2 separate regions of the Mus musculus genome follow, and region 2 is linked to region 1. A link is a contact called in public HiChIP or PLAC-seq data. All regions are on one chromosome and are shown on one strand. The core of a region is the stretch at or near the end of the contact, and the rest is flanking DNA. Distances in the headings are between cores, read along the strand shown.

Region 1 (2,700 bases), core at 156-2,655:
CTTTATTTGTTCATTTAAAAAATTGTAAAGCAAATGTGTAAGGTTTTTTTTTTTTTTAAGTAAAGCTGTTAGAGTTGGGACTATGGATCAGTTGATAAGGGGCTTCCTGTCAAGCCTAAGGACCTGAAGTCAGCCCCTAGAATACACACACACACACACACACACACACACACACACACACACACACACAAAGCTGAGTATAGTACAAGCTTGTAGGTAGATAATGGGTCCCTGGGACTCACTAGCCAGCCAATCTAGCCTACTTGTGTAACCCTGTTTCAAAGGAGCCAAGTGATATTTCTGACATGACACCGCAGATTATCTTCTAACATCCACATGCACATGCTCCTGCACACTTAATGCAAATCTTCACACACATGTAAACATACACAAAACATAGCATGCATAAAATTAAAACAATCTTATGGTAATGTTGTTTGAATTAGATAGACTAAGATTCAGTCAAATGTGATTGGTCCTGGAAGGAACTAAAGTAAGAGTTTTCTGTGAGAAATGTCTAGAGATGTGAGCTTGAAACATTGTTGCACACTGCCTCTGTTTTCTTATTTTGGTATGCCGCTGCTCTTATTTTTCAGGAGGCACCACTGTCCTGGCCACAGAGAAGCCAACCATTATAGACAGCACCATCCAATCAGGTATCAAAATCTAATGTGTCTATATTCCATGTACCCCTTCCAATCCCACTTACCAAAATAGCATCACTGAGCTTCCTGGCTTCAGTTGCTCTAAAGGCCTAGGAGAACAGCAAAGCTGTAAAAGCCACATGCTTTTGGTACCCAGTAAGCCCCAATGAACAGGGTTCCCTTCCTCATCAGTCATTGCTGAATGACATGTCCCAGCTACCCCCCTCCCCCCAGGGAATTGAGAGACATACTTTGTTTAATTACAGCACAGCTCTGATGTGGCCTGTGTTTGCAAACTAGAAGAAGGAAAGAAATCTCACAAGCCACAGCCTAACTATTTATTTTCATCACCATTCTGCAAAATCAAGAAGCGCAAAGTTTGTCTGTTGTGCCTGCCACAGAGTTGGCAGTTTTACAACAGCACTTACCACAAGACTGGCTCAGGAAACCAAGGTTTACACTGTGCCCGGGCTGAGAAACACCCTGGGAGCATCCCCCTTATCCTTTAGCTCAGAGGAAAACCCAAGGACTCTGTCCGCCCAACCGTGCGTGCGGGTTATCAAAGGCTGCCCTCTTTTGTTTTCTGTTAGTATTCTGTGACATTCTTCCCCACAGACTCACATGAAGGGAAGCAGTTGTATAAGCAACCAGAGGTTTTTTTTTTTTTTTTAAATACTTTAGAGTTAATCATTAGAGGAAGGTGAGAGGGTCAGCTTCCCAGATTCTTCCATTTCCTTTATTGAAGTTCACTCAGCCTTGGCCTCTGCAGTCATTTATTAATGGACCGTGTGGTGTGTATCGGTGTTTCCTCCACACTGACTGCCTCACAGAGGACTAGAAAGGACTTCCCTAATTAGCATGCTTCCTTAAAGGCCACTGTTACCATTGACCTAATTAAACTGTAAGACAAACTTCTTTGGAACTTTCCCCCAGTTTTCAGGAGTTCAGCTGACAAAACGCTTGCTCCCGCATCCCAAACCCCTCAGACGTTAGGCAAAGGAAATCCCCCAAATGCTGTGTTCCTGCTCATACCTGTTGTAATTTGACTTTAGTCACAGTGTCTGTCTGCAGATATTTTACTCTTCCCTGTCTGTTACCAGGAGGACGGCCCTGGTCTGCAAATGGGGCTTCTCTGTGGGGGTGAAGCTGTAGGACTATGACTCTCAATATACTGTCTTTGGCCCTCTATCAGAAGAGGATGAAGGGAGTATATGAAGTTGTGATGACGCCATGTACATTTTAGTTGCTCATCTAGTTTCTTTTCTTGCCAGAAGTGATTAGAAGCACCCTGAAGTAGTCTCTCTACTGCTTCGTTAGTCTCTCATCTCCTCTATTAAACGAGCATGGCTATCTTCAAAAAGCATGAAAGTGAGAGTCATGGTGACCACACCAGGAGAGGTTTTGATAACACATTTGCTTTCAACAGGACCTCTTGGTCATGCTTGTGAAGGTCTTATAAACAAGGGGCTGTCAGCCCAATCTTAGCATTCACCAAAGTCAGAGGGCAGGTGTACAGCGCATGAATCCATAAGATTTGTTACTACCACCATCTAGACAAAGACTGGTTCTAACAGCCTGGCTGATCATAGAGATAGACAATGTCTATATGGTTTCCTGTTTATTCCATTGTCTGAGTTATAAATCTGGTCTTCAGCTCCTCACTGGAGGGTCATGAACTGTTGACCTTTAAAAGCTATCTGTTCACTGCAACCTTCTGGTTAGGTCACTGCATGGGCCTCACAGAGATGGAATGTGCTTCCAGACAGAGGTCTAGCTCAAGGTGAGGCTGACCACACCTAAAACTTGATGCATTACAGGCCTCTCACACTTCACAGATGGCCTCAGACAGACCCTATGTCTTCATCAAAATTCTGTTTACCTGAGCAGTTACAAACTAAGCAAAATCTTAAGATTCTGTTTTAAGAACTGAGTGGGTATCTCAGTAAGTGTATGCAAGCACTTACCCCTGCTGTGCAAGCATGAATTCCTGAGTTCCATCATCAGAATCCACACAAAAGCAGAGTATATGGAGCATGCTCAGAGATAGAGACAGGCA
Region 2 (2,700 bases), core at 173-2,672, 160 kb after region 1:
ATTTATCCAGGGACTCAGTGCATCTAGAACATATTTTCAAATAGCCTTCTATGTCCCTCCATATTGTCTCTCTCTCTCTCTCTCTCTCTCTCTCTCTCTCTCTCTCTCTCTCTCTCTCTCTCTCTCTCTCTCTCTCTCTATGAGATAGGGCATTGTACAGCCCAGACTAGACTCAAACTCCCTATGTAACTAAGCTTTTTTTATTTTTAAAACTATTTTACATTGATTTATGTAATGAAGCAGACAGGGCTCATATCACCAAGCACTTGTGAAAGTCAGAGGACAACTCTGAGGAATCAGTTCTCATACCTCCACCACATGGGTCCCAGGGTTCCAACTCATCAGTAAATACCCTTTACCCACTGAGCCATCTTACTGGCCAAACTTAATCTTCTGATCCTCCTGCCTCCACCTCCTGACAGGATTTGGCTTAGTGGTTAAGAGCACCGATTGTAGGTCCTGAGTTCAAATCCCAGCAACCACATGGAATAAAAAACATGCTTAGGAAATAATGCATTATGGCACATTCCTTTAATGCTAGCACTTGGGAGGCAAAGGTAAGCAGATCTACATGCTACACAAAAGCAACACAAAAATAAAACATTTTTTTTACAAAGTATGTTGAGAATGTTTGTATTTGCACACCTAAAGAGATGACTATGTGGTTAAGAACATTTAATACACTTGCACAGGACCTGGATTCAGTTCTCAGCATCCACATCGCAGCTCACAACCATATGTTAACTCCAGTTCCAGGGTAGCCAACACCCTCTTGTGGCCTCTGTCAGACACTCATATGGTATGCATATACATGCAGGCAAAACTCTCACATACATAAATCAAAATAAATTTTTTCAAGATGCAGTTTCTCTCTCCTGAAACTCTCTCTGTACATCAGGTTGGCATTGAACTCTAAGATCCTCCTGTCTTCCAAATGCTCACATTCAAAGTTATGTGCCACTACAACTGACTTAAATAATTTGTTTAACTGAGGGTTTGCTTTGTTTTGAGACAGAACTTTACTCTGTATCCCAAATTAACCTCAAACTTGAGACAATCCTCCTGACTCAGGTGCTCAAGAGTTGGAATTACATGGTTTACTATGTTGTAAATTTTTGGCTGATATCTGGCTTGGCTCTTTAGTTAGACATTGGTATATTTAAGGACTTATAAATACCTATCTCATTTAGTTACTTACCTTGACATGTTTTAGCACAGCCTAGAATCATACAAGCAAACATAAGGAAAGCAAACAGAAAAGATATAACACAACAACTGAAAACCCATTAGTAGTGATGAACTTTGTCCAGGGAGGAAGTTTAGGCCAGGTCCACAGAAAAGAGGTAAGTATACTGGCTGCTGCAGGGGGCAGGGTGAGGAGGAGAGGTGTTTCATACAGGAAATGCCATTTGCAAAAGCCTAGAGGTGTGAATGTATGTGTGATACATTGAAAGAACAGCCAGTAACTCTACTGCAGAGCATGTAATGCCTGAAGCAGAGAAGACAAGCTAGGTCATGAGCAGCAAGAGGGAGCAATGAGTGAGGGCTGAACTGTCTTGTATTAGGATTGGCAGTTCCTCCTAGTAAGATTGGAAAATCCCTAATCTTTACCCCAACTCTTCCACAAGACTTCCTGTGCCTCGTCCTTCAGTGACTTGAGGTGTCATGTTGGGTTGGCACCTAGAGGGGGGCCTCAGAGGAAAAAGGGATGGTGATGGGGGAGAGAATGTGTGAGAGGGGACTGAGAGTAGGCGGGTTATGATGGAGATGTAAAAAGAATTCTTTAAATAATTTGTTTAAAGGTTGTAAAAACCACTGCTTGGCTAAAAAGCTGCCTTCCTCACAGTGTGGGGACATTCCTGGCTTCTCACTTGGATGGTGTTTACCCCCCCATGTGCTTTCCTTAACTGTTTCTTCAAACCAGTTTGTCTTCCTCTTGGGCACCCAGAAAGACCACAATGCCTGCACTCTAACTACATGAAGCTTCATCCCTGAGTTCCAATGAGATATTTCTAGTGAAATGGATACCCCTTCTAGAATCATCTACTGGAGAGCCTCCAGACCCCAAAGCTGGCAAAGCCCAAGGTGGAAGAATTCCAGGTCCCAGAGTCACTTCATAGGAGACTGTGTACCCATAACAATTGGACAGTGACCCGGAGATTAGTGAGGGAGCTTTCCTTGCTGAGAAGCTGGGCATGGGATTTTTCTGCTATAGCATTTAAGCTAGCAGGTAATCTACTGAGTGGGAAAGTTCTCAGAAAACAGGTAGGGGCTAACAAGACATTGAGACGCAGTGTTCGGCGGATAAACACCAATACCACTTGCTCACTTTCCTCTTGAGCTAAGCTCACACCCTCATACTAAACTCTCCTAAGCTCGTTGGTGGCAGACACTCAGCTGTCCCTGACGTCATTCCACCCCTGGCTGACCACTTCCTTCAGAGTACAGGCCAGCTGCATGGAACCAGGCCTTGAGGCAATCTCTATGGGTTCAGTCCTGCTTCCAGGAGAAGACATTTATCCCAATACATGTCCTCAGGAATCCCTTCCAATTTCCCAGCCCTAGGAAAAGAACTGACATCTAGGAAGTAAGAATGCATGACTATGTCTAAATTTGATTAAGACAAATGCTGGATTTCAAACTCAGGACCAGGCATGGAGGGGGTTCTGATGGAGTCGAGGTTTCGGCCTGTCATGACTC

Evidence for each region. HiChIP or PLAC-seq counts read pairs in DNA pulled down with a chosen protein or histone mark.
Region 2: a contact with region 1 is called in a BATF HiChIP or PLAC-seq map of CD8 T cells, with 7 read pairs. The contact joins two enhancer-like sites. A contact is called at or near these places in 2 of 39 promoter capture datasets (the 3T3-L1 cell line and the HPC-7 cell line) and 2 of 115 datasets of contacts at active chromatin or transcription factors (CD8 T cells and bone marrow-derived macrophages).

Annotation. Positions count from the first base shown.
Region 1 is chr8:128,487,301-128,490,000 of GRCm38.p6, forward strand. Nrp1 (neuropilin 1) reads left to right here. Exons shown (of 17, transcript NM_008737.2): 12 at 597-656. It overlaps Gm32643 (a long non-coding RNA gene), which reads right to left. Exons shown (of 7, transcript XR_003947627.1): 1 at 1,073-2,700. Among named protein-coding and RNA genes, the nearest start is that of Gm32643, 4.3 kb to the right of the region's middle. Within about 2 kb of position 1,406, at least 62 of the 459 cell types and tissues checked have an H3K27ac peak or open chromatin away from gene starts, as enhancers often do. A contact at or near this core is called in CD8 T cells, where this site is marked.
Region 2 is chr8:128,644,244-128,646,943 of GRCm38.p6, forward strand. No RefSeq gene overlaps it. Among named protein-coding and RNA genes, the nearest start is that of Gm26002, 5.4 kb to the right of the region's middle. Within about 2 kb of position 1,423, at least 25 of the 459 cell types and tissues checked have an H3K27ac peak or open chromatin away from gene starts, as enhancers often do. A contact at or near this core is called in CD8 T cells, where this site is marked.